Linked DNA regions of Dromaius novaehollandiae: region 2 is linked to region 1. Evidence: chromatin contacts called from public Hi-C data. All regions are on one chromosome and are shown on one strand. Each heading gives the region's core, a stretch centred on a gene start, on an enhancer-like site or on the middle of the called end of the contact. The rest is flanking DNA. Distances are from core to core; before and after follow the strand shown.

Evidence for each region. Hi-C and Micro-C count contacts between places; a contact is called where the count stands out from the background.
Region 2: a Hi-C map of liver shows a contact between it and region 1, with 4 times the contacts expected there. The contact joins the enhancer-like site here to the promoter of FGF23 in region 1. A contact is called at or near these places in 2 of 4 Hi-C or Micro-C datasets (brain and liver).

Annotation. Positions count from the first base shown.
Region 1 is chr1:79,499,120-79,504,736 of bDroNov1.hap1, forward strand. It overlaps FGF23 (fibroblast growth factor 23), which reads right to left and starts at 3,562. Exons shown (of 3, transcript XM_026106298.2): 1 at 3,340-3,562; 2 at 1,583-1,686; 3 at 1-1,048. The coding sequence starts at 3,562. The coding sequence ends at 611.
Region 2 is chr1:79,632,055-79,637,671 of bDroNov1.hap1, forward strand. It overlaps DYRK4 (dual specificity tyrosine phosphorylation regulated kinase 4), which reads left to right. Exons shown (of 14, transcript XM_026106316.2): 14 at 190-2,442. The coding sequence ends at 422. Among named protein-coding and RNA genes, the nearest start is that of DYRK4, 47 kb to the left of the region's middle. Within about 2 kb of position 2,472, at least 1 of the 2 cell types and tissues checked has open chromatin away from gene starts, as enhancers often do.

The DNA of each region.
Region 1 (5,617 bases), core at 2,312-4,811:
AAACCATTTGATCCCTGTTCTCTTGCCAGTTACTCTGGTTTTCCAGTGTGCAGCTCCTTTAACAACAGAGCAGTCACTTTTTGGCTTCTATGGGTGTGAAAAGAGACTACAGCTCCAATCCTACCAGCTAAAACCATATACAATAAAGATTTTTTTTAAGAATATAACAGCAGACATCTTTTATGCTGTGCTTGCACTGTCTACTATTGTGCTAATTAGATGATTCCCTGCTTCTGCCAGAATGAGGGCTGCAGAGCCCAAGTCTCTTTCCAGCTACACCAGTAATGTAACATCCATTTCTTATGTTTCGTTCAAGTGAGTTCTGTCCACTGATGCAAACAAAAGGTGATTCAAGCCCCCAAAAGTTTGGTTTGTATTATTCTTTTTTGCAGATGTTTCTTCTTTCCAGTAGAATAGAGCCTCACTTGGAAAACATACTCTTTGTTTTTTTCAGTGAACTGTCATCTCTAAGGGTGTAATTTGAAATTCAGCTTTTTTCCATTGTCTTTTAGGTTTCTAATAGTCATTCTGAAAGTTGGAAGTATGCAAGCCAGTTCTTTTTATCTATCATATTCACCCATTACTTCAATTTGCAAGTGGTGTGGCCCCTTTATCTTGTAATATAGAAGCGAGGACTTACATGCCTCCTGGCATCCATCATAGCATGTGGGTCGTCTGGGTTGACCACGTCATTCTGATTGATTCTCATAGGTTCTCTGGGCACATGGGAAAAGTCTGCCTGCAGCTGCAGCTGGGATCCTAATGCGGAGACCTTTCTCTGGGGGACCAGGATCTGGTGAGGATCCATTGGATCGATGTCTGCACTTCTGGTGTTTCTGTGGGGTTCAGGTGTGTTGAATTGGAATAAAGGAATTTCATTTCTCCTGGACAAGAACTGGGAGTATGGTGGTGGATTCATACCAGGGAAGAAAGCTTGTTTAACTCTGCCCAAGCTAACCAGGAAATTGTGTTTAGGAGATTGGTACACGTCGTAACCATTTTCCAGGGTCCTGTGTTTGAACACACAGTCTTCTTGTCTGAAGTAATGCTTCAGGAAAAAAATATGACAGCTGTGAGCAGAGAGATGTAGTAATTAAAAAGTACCGATTAAAAACAGCAAGAGGGATGAGACCTTGCAGCAGGTATCTTTCTGATTCCCTAGCTCTGCAGTAACAACTCAGAAAAGGCTTAGTCAACTGTAGATCTAATATGTGTGCCCCATATTTACAGCAAAGGTGTTTTGGGGACAACACTTTTCTCTGAGAGAACTGCATTGTCCGAGCTATTTCCAAGCCACAGCTATAGACTACAGCAAGAATTCAGGCTGGTCCATCATTAGATTTCATTCTGGTCTCATTTAGGCCAGCAGGACTCACATGTCTTCTGTCAGCTCTATGATTCAATACAATTGGCTAGAAGAGGAAAATTTAACCTAAGTGTCAGGTCCTCAGCTGGCTTAAATCTGCATCCTCCTTCACTACATGTAGCTACACAGATTTGCCCTAGCTGAGGACATTGGCCCTATGGTAAGAACAGCAGGATGCATCTGCCTTACTCTTGAGTCTTAGCGAAGGTCACTCACCGATCCAAAAATGTTTCCTTTCATGTCCATACATAGGTAGCGTCCACTCTTCACTCCAGTGATTATTACATAGCCGGCACCTTCGGACTTGATCATTAGGGCACCTGTTTAGAAAAACAAAGATGTCAAATCTGGGACACAGTTCTGCACTGGACTGCTGCCTCAAAGATCCACAGAAGTGCTGGCTGGAAGAGCCATCCCAGGGGTCTTTGGGCCAACGTTCCACTCGAATGTAGACAAATGTGCTGTTGGCTCATATTTGGCCTGGTGCTCCCTGTAACCTTCAGGTCCTGTCCAGCAGGGCTCTGTCCATGCAATGAGGCTGCTCCAGCCTGTACCACCACCGGGGGTTATTCCAGCCCTGGTGCAGAACCTTGCACTTCTCATGTGTCTGGTGTCTCAGCAGGACTGTGGTGACCTGACAGAGGTTCAGTAATTTCCCTTTCACAACTCCTTTCCTTGTCATACCTCACTTCCTGCTCTACCATTCCAACTAGCTGTGTATTTACTTCCTGACAGATTGGCAAAGCATGGTATTTTCTTGGCTGTGGCTCTCTACACCATCATACTGGTTCTTGACCAATACAACTGAATTTTATAAAACTTACTAATATGCATGAAAAATAACAAGAGGATGCAGCATTTATACAAGTATTTGATCAATAATTTCTAAAAAATGTAGCAGAACTTGATCATTTTTTTCTCCTCAATCAAATTATAACTTTAAAAAAGTCTTTTGTTCCTCATACACTCATACAGAGATATCACTGGACATGCTTACATATTTAGTTGAGTAGACGAAGAAGATGCTATGCAGTAATAATAATTAAAATGACTTTCTGATTTATAGTTACTTGTGATGTGAGCATTGAAAAAAGAGGAGTACTTCTGGAATATTATAAAAAAACCCTAAATTTTAAAAAAGATATTTTTTCTACTAACTATGCTGTTTGGGCTAGGTATACAGCAAAGAAAGAAAGAAAGATACCTTAACTTTGCATGAAAATAGATGATGGTGATGAGATAATTTAAGAGCCACACTGCACTCCAAAGGCTTAGTGCTTCATTTACAAGAGTCTGACCTTTTGCAATTTCCCCCTGTTTAATCAAACTTTGCATATTCAGTGACCCATGTTCTGTACACAGTTGTGTTTCTGCCATGCGGCACATTAAATGCACAAATCTGAAGCTTGTCTCACAAACCAATTTTCAATGCAGAGAAGTACTGATGTATTTGGAAGGAAATGACCAACTGTACTCGTGTAGTTGCTTAGAGGTAGTTATCAGCTCTCTACCCAAAAATAAAGGTTTTACAAACACAGCCAGTTTTCCACCACTGCTGTGGTGAGTTCCCTCAGTGTACTTCCTTTGCAGATGCTATCACCAGAATGGGAAGGAGCTATTTGGGGCATGTCATCACCAACCTCTCATCGGGACTTCCACAACAAGCTGTGAGTAAAATCATGAAGTGAAGGATAATTCTGGTAGTTTTTGCTTGCAGAGTATCACAGGAATCATAGAACTTACTATAAAGGTGAAGAATGAGAATCCTCATCTGCTAGATTTCTTTGAAGCAATTTTGTTTGTTTGTTAAACAAAGGGAAGATTATAATTACGTGTGTTTTCCGTCTCGCAGCTGTCTGCCTGCCTACCAGGAGGATGGAATTTGCTATAGCTAGTGAAAAGGCAAAAAAAAAAAGCATTGTGCTCTCTGCCCTGTTCACACGAAGACCGAGGGTCCATAATGAGCTACTTACTGTAAATGGTTTGGTGTGGGGCACCATCAACATAGCCCTCAGAGTTGATTTGGAGGTGGAAGCTGTTCCTCTCCGTAGCTGTGTACAAGTGCATCAGGTGATCGGTGCTCCCCCAGCTGGGATTCAGCAGCGGAGAGGAGTTGAGAAAGGCAGTGGTAGCCTTCAGGCTGCAGAGCACCAGCAGCATGTACCCCCGGTAGCTATAGGGACAAGCTTGTGGCATGGCTCTCTGTCCTTAGCGGCCAGTTGGTATCTGAAACTTGATATTCCTCTTTGCTTCTCTTTTTCCCTCGTTCGTGTGTGTCTGGATCATGAATCCTCAGATGGGCTCCCTTCTTCTTTGTAGAGGCTTATAAAGGGCAGCCAAGTGACATCATACAGGAAAAACTTCTCCACATCCTTGAGTTTTGTCAAAGCAACATTTTAAATGGCCCAAAACCTCAAGGGAAGGAAAGTACGTAGGTTCTCTGGCTAAGGTGTGGGGGGGGAACAAATGTAAGGTTTCTAAAGACAGCTCATGAAAGCTAATCATATGTTCAAATGTTATCTACAAGCCTGTGACATCTGAGAGCTTCCCACGCCCCTACTGTTAAATCCAGGAAGAGCAGTCCACTGTGCTGCACAGAAAGCTTTTTGGGAAGGGAAGGGAATAACACTTTAGACTTTGAACTTCCTTTTTTCTCAGATATGTTTGTTCAGATTCCCACTTTCCCTCGGTTTTCCAAACGACATTCTGATTTGGCAGAAACACCAAATACTGCTAAAAATTTTGAAGATGTGTCAGAAGCTGGTATTGGGTTCAGCTGGGCCTGATTCCCCATTCATAGTGATGTAAATTCAGCAGTGAGTCTGTTGGACTGAAACTTGCATTACCCCATTTAAGCAAGAGACGCTTGATATGAGCACAGCCTTCTTGAAATAAGCTCTCCCGTTTATTTCTTCTGTTTCATAATTTGATGTTGGCCAAACAGCTGAAAATTACCTGTAGGATGCTTAGAAACTGCATGTTTGTTCCTCTGCATTGTACATCTAGCTAGCAGTCATTTATGGAGTCATATCTGTTAGCATAGCTAGTAGATCTAGAACCCGAATCAAAACTGGAATGACTCATCTTGGCACATTTTTGTTACTTCAGGTACAGCAAGCACACTTGGAAGAACTACAAAGGGAAATAACCAAACTAAAAAGTAATAATTGTAAAGCAATATTCAAAAATGGCTTAAGATACGATACACACATTTCAGTTGTCCTGACAAATTTCTGTGGTTTTACAAACAAATTTTCCACTTAAAAAAAATTGTTCCATTTTCATTATGAAAACGCTGTATTAATAGGAAAGTGGCTATGTAGGTAAAATGATGATGACAATGATAATAACAGGTTATGAAACTAAGCCACTCTAAGGTTTCTTTCAAATAATGAATATAAAACTGAAGAGAATACTGAAAATTAAGTCATTCACTTTTTTTAAAAAAAAGAAGCCTGAGGATTTTATTAGTAGCAGTCTGAGGTCCAGTACTTTCAAGCAGAAATACGAGTAAGTTACAGTCTCTAGCTGGACACAGGGTGTCAGATTCTCAGCTTCCTTAGCAAGCTGTGGAGCAATGACACCAGCACCATGCATATTACAGATTTATGCAACTGTAACCAACTGCAAAAGTTGATCTGATTTTTTTGTTGTTTAAAATTAGCAAAACTCTGCCAATTTCTTCCAACACACCTGTGTAAATCTAGAGACTTATGTCAGTGTATATACACCTGTGTAAATGACAGCAATTTTATGCAAAGTGCATTAGGGTCATATCTTAAACTGACTAGATTAACAAAGTTGACTTCACTGAGAGGCAATCAAGGCTACAAATGTTTTACTGGGTATAACATCTGAGATGCTTTACTGTCTTAATTTAAAAGCTAGTTTGGAAGGAAAGGACGGATATTTTTTCTTTTCTTTTTTAAGTGATATATCTGCTTTAGTGGTGAAGTTATCCATTAATTTCATATATAGCATATATAGGATAGTGTGTCCTCGTAGAAGTTTTTGTGATCTTTTTGTAAATAAAGTCTTTCTGGTGTGATATTTCATGTTCATCATGATTTTTGTCTGTGCTTACCTTTATGCACTGGTCTGATTTTTCTCTGGTGTCTTAGCTGCACAGAAACAGCTCTCATATTTTTGAAAAATGTATTCAGTCATCTCAGCACATGCCAGTTGTGACCAGATGTTTCTTTCTTTTTTTATGTGGCAGACAAGCAAAGACTACTTTCAAGTGCTTAAATT
Region 2 (5,617 bases), core at 1,222-3,721, 130 kb after region 1:
AAAATAATCAGATATGGTATCTGATACCAGATCATAGTCCACTTTGCTTTTAGACTGAAGAATGCATTGATAGTTGTGAGATCCCAGAGAAAAAAAAATCAACTGATCTTTTGTGAGTTTGTGGTGATGAGTCGTTCACCTGTTTCAGACAGTTTGCAGTCTCACGCTATCTTTTTGTTTTTTTAATAGAAAATATCTGTCAAGACAATGTTTACAAAGTGAAAAGTGAACTGGCTGAAAGACTGACTCCCACTGTGCCCTCCACATGCTCAGTAGAAAATGAAGTGCAGAACACAAGGAAACCTGTTATTCCAGAGAAGCAATTGAAGACCCAAGTGGAAAAGGCTATCAAAAAAAATCAAGCAGAACACAGTAGTGAAACAGCTCTTCAAAAAAATTCTTTTTTTTCCCCCAACGATTAAGTAATATTTAATACAAGCAATGATTGGTTCAGTCCCATATGTAGTATATTTTATAGGTATGTACTCAGGAACATCACTTTAAACTGTATCTCTCTGCATATGGGCTGCACATGTTGTAGATACTCTTAATGTTCTTTTTACTGTAGAATATCCAAGCAACCAAAACAAAATGTAAAAAACAGTCTTTTTCCTCACTAACATCCTTGTTATGATCAGAGCTGCTTCACAGCTAGAGGCACTATTTCTGATAAAATGGAGACTGTAGAGGTGGAGAGCAGCTTACACTTGATATTATAATAGACTTTCGCATTTAAGGGTTTCTGCTTCCTGGAGCTAAACAAACAAATACGTCAAAGAATCTGAATCCTTTCACTTGTATCATCATAAATCAGGAGGAATTCACGGATAGGATTACTAGTTTACTTCTGTATAAATAGTAAAAGAAATCAAACCCAGCATCTCCGTCTTCCTCCCTTTCTCCCTCTCTCTGAATGAAGCACTACATAGAAGCCATTGGCATCACTTCTTAGTAGAGTCAGAAATGTAGATTATGTTCTTTAGCTCTTTAGCAGCAACAAAGGGGAATCATATTCTGTGCCCACTTCTGCAGGGAACCCACTCTGTATTCATATCAACAAGAAGGATGAATTTCAGCAAGTTTTGATTCAAGTAAATTATCCTCCAGGCAGAGTTTTAGTTAATACTCTGGAAGAACAGATTTCTATGACTCCTGAGCAGAGTCATAATTAATTTAAGCATTAAGCTCTTTGGACAATACACTATCTTTTCTTTGCATTTATAAAGCATCCATTTCATTATGACTATTATCCTTTACTGTGGCCTATAAATAGTACTGTAATTTTGTTTTAAAAAAAGAGGAAATTATCCTACAAAATGCAGCCACTACTGTAACAGTGATATTGCAGTCATCCCAAGAGACTAAGTGATTGTAGGTGTTAAGAGTCACCATAACAGCAAGCTCCCACAGGTTCTATGTGCAAAGGAAAAACCCACAGGACATGAGAACACTCATAACACAGCTCTTGTGTACACCAGCCATCTGGTAGGGTACAGAGGTGACTTTATGACAAAAGGCCTACAGCGGTGTGCTCTCCTACTGAGTACAAAGTTATAGTGATAACAGTGATCTCAGAAGAACTGGAGCATAGAAAATGGTATGCAAGATACGGTATGATCATTTTGTTAGTTTCAGGCAAGTCTTGGGATTCATGAAGAATCATCTGGAAGACGAGTAACCCAAGCAGGGGAGTAGCCCATTATTGAATGTAATTGAGCAGTGAATTATAAAGATATTTTGACAGACAAATATCATCCTTCTGTGATAAAGCCATCACTGACAGGCTGGTCAGCTTGCAGTACCAGAATGCCAGTACCTCTGGCTTCAAACACAGTCCTTTGTAGCTGAGCCATCCTGGAAATATAAAATGCTCCCATATTGACCGTAGTGATGTACGAGGAGAAGTGAGTTCTCTTGTGCATTACATTTCTGTAATGACATAGAATATCCAAGGTGGGTGACCATCTTGCAGAACATAGAGATAAAGATGTGGGCAGAGCCTTATAATGTTTCACAGAGAAGGATTTCCACCCCTGATGAGAGCTGAATGATTCATCCCTTGTTACATGGAGTATTCAGATAAATTGGTGTAGGTATTTGAGGAAGATTTGGGCTGTTTGCAGGTAACACAGAAGATAAAAGCCAAGGGTTTATGTTTAAGTGCAAGAGTTCAGTGCAGATTAAAAACTGCAAAAGGGTATCCTGATATCCTGGCTTGCATTCTTGGAAATGGAATTTGTAATGTTTCAATTCACTTGCTGTTCATTTTTCATCTCTGTTGTGGTATGTTCACATGACTGCTTAGACTCCTCCAAGTTAAAATATCTCTTACCAGAATTATGCAGTTGCGTGTATGTCTTTACCTTAGAGGCAAAGTTTGAGGTCAATTATACCAAGCTGTTCTTGATAGTAGTGCTTAGTCCTAATAAAGCTGTAAATCCAGTCTGACGTATGGGCTCATTTGCTGTAGCTGCATTTTCTTCACAGTTAAGGCATTTCAATAGCCTTTTGTAGCAAGCAGCATCATATTACTTCTTACAGCATATGCTGATGGGTTTTCAAGGCATTCAGTGTTGAGGGAGAAGTCAGTCAGCTGGGACTGCAATTTGGTTTGATTATCCTTCTGTTCATGGAAAGCAGACTGTTATCTTTTTAATGTAGCTAATTGGCTCCCATGTATTTCCTGTCTTCCCTTACTTGCTGTCCTGTTTTCCTCTGTTAATTCCTTCAGCCTCCACAGTGATTTCCATCTTCAGAATCTTTCATGATAAGGGCTCTTTTAGATAACTGTTAGATTTTTTCAGAGACCACAAGTAATATACTTGATAGAAATGCCCTGACAGAAAGATCTAGCCTTCAAGTATCAGCCCTGCCTTCATTTCTTCTGCAGAAAAGACACAAGCAGATCCATCAGATACAGGAAAATCTTCAAAATATTGAAAAGATTCCTCTGACTCATTGTTTAGCCATATTTGCCAAAAAGTGAGGCTTAGGTGATTGCTTTCCTGTCTGTCTGCTCATTGGTATGCCCATCTTCTAGTTGATGTCGAGTAGAAGAGAGAGATCCTATTAGTGTAACCAGTGAGGGAAAAGCAGGAGAATTTGGTTATAGTCAGTTGTCTCTTTGCATACCAAGCAGTAAGAAACCCTGGCTGGACAGTCAGCACATGCATCTTTTTGCATCATTTGAAGGGTGTGCTGTTCCTTTGGTCCAGAGAGCAGACCAAACAAAGGCAGGTAGGGACTGTGGGAGATGGAAGGGGCTGGGGATATTACAGTGGAGATAACTGGGTTGAGAGGGTGTATGGCTAGAATGAGTAGCATGGTATGGGACCTATAGGGGAAGTGGAGGGAAGTAACGATGTTGAGGTGAACGAAAGTTGCAGGAGCCAGCACTGCTGCAACTGTTGGTGTTTACAGGAGGTAGGACACAGAACTGCAAGAAATCAAGTGGTGAGAATACAACTGTTCATCGAATAAGTGCTTATATTTCTTCTCTCTTTGAAACTTCTGACAAAATGTCTGTAAAAACTAATGATAATGCATGCTCCTAGGTTCTGCTTCCTTTCAGGAATTTAATGCATTTTTCAAAAATTACACTCCACTGCCCCTCTTAGGAAGCTGTGTGAGTATCATAGCCATAAGTCACACTCACAGTCACTGCCAGAGCCCAGAACAGACCATGAGGATTGTAACTCTTGTGCCCTGCTCTTCCACATGCTTCAGCCTGAAGTTAGTTCTGTATTCGAGGTCAATAAAGATATCATTTAATTTCATTAAAGATATCAAGATACTCATTTCATCAAGATACCACAATCTTAAAACCCCACAGTCCGAATCCAAATAACATGAAGATGCAGCTGTGTGAAGTGTTGCCTGTACATTGGTTTCAGATCCTTTGCTAATGTTCGAATGCCATCTAGTGTTGTAACAGGCTGGCATGTGCAAGTTTGAGTGCATGGTTATTGGCAGCTCTTCAATCCCCTATACAAGAGTGATATGCCCACCAAATACAACTCAGAACAATGTACAATAACAGTGAGGTCTGTGCTTGCACCTAGAATACTGTAGCTTAATCTGGGAACAGAGTCCTTAAGGGTTACACCTCATCCCAAATAACAACAACAAAAAAAGCACCTTACTTTATTTGAGGGTAGAATTGAGCCACAGGGGTGCAGCGGTATCCATCTGTAGTAAATCGAAAAAAAAAAGACTGAGGTTAGTGATTGCTTCTCTGGATCAATGTACCTAAAAAACTCTCAGAACAAAGTACAAGAAATCTAGGGCAGAGCTTTTGCAGCTTCTCTCTTTCTCTCTCTCTCTCTCTCTTTTTTTTTTTTTTTTTTTTTTTTTTTGCATTGCTTTGATTTCACATTACACAATGTGCATATAATATTTTACGACCTCTGTAACATTGGTATGAATAAGTAGGGAATCAACTGTCCTGGAGCAATGGTGGTAACCAAGAGTATAAGGTATTTGTAATGCTAGCTTTTGGGTGTTATAGACAATACCATGAAGTAAAGACCAGTCTCTTATGTATGCATCAAACCTTTATTACCTATATGTCAGAAAAAAAGGCAAAAGCCAGTTTGTCAGCCTCGATCATCTCTGACCCTCTCTCTGTACTTCTCAGTGCTCCTAGCCTTCAAATGACAAGTCTGTCAGCAAAATGCCTATGTAGACGCTGTGCTGTTTGCATCAGTTCCAAAATGCCTCTGTCCCTGACCTACAATGCTCCTGTCTTCAACAGCGATTCCATCACCACTTTGAAGCTTGGGGGGCGGGGGGGGGGGGGGGAAAGGGGGCAAAAGGACTATGGTGCTACAGTTCCTCCCTTCCTAATAGCCAATATTCTGTTAACTGTGTATTGACTTGGGATAGTAGATTCCAGTTCAAGCCTTGCTCCAAATACCACACGGTCCAGAAGCTGGATATCAACCTACCAAATGTTCTTTCTCACTAGCTCATTAGGGCAGTTGTTTCTTTTTCTTTGTTTTTTGTCCCTAGATTCCACTGGGGACTGAAACCATTCCCTGACAAAATTTTGATAATTGTGGTATGTGTATGTGAAAAGTTTTGGTTTCAATAATCCACATTTCTGGGAAAGAAATATTTCATCTGAAGGACAAGTGACCAACTCAACTACTTCTACATTTGTTCCCTTTACTGTTTCACAGACAGTGAACTTCTCACCATTCTACTCTAAATCAAAATATAGCATATTTGCATAGCCCCCCCCCCCCCAAAAACAAACACAAAAAGGAAACAAAAAAGTATATTTCAGTCTTGGCATGAGCATAGTTGCAGAGTTGTGATACTTAACACCTTTATAAAATGAAGGACAAAGTCATGAAAATGGTACAAGAAGACAAGCATTTTAGACAGCAAAGTTTAGTTTTGTTCCTATCACCTATCACAACAGAAGTGTCAAAATTATGAGAAATAGGCTCCTTTGGTTGTCCTCACTGATGAATTACATTGCCATTTTAGATGTCTTAGTATGCCGAAGACATCCACATAGGGCTAACAGAGATAAGACAGGACTCGCCAGAGACCCATGCCCTGCTAGGGCAGCAGATGAGGCCCAGTGGAATACCACCAGTCATCTTGAATG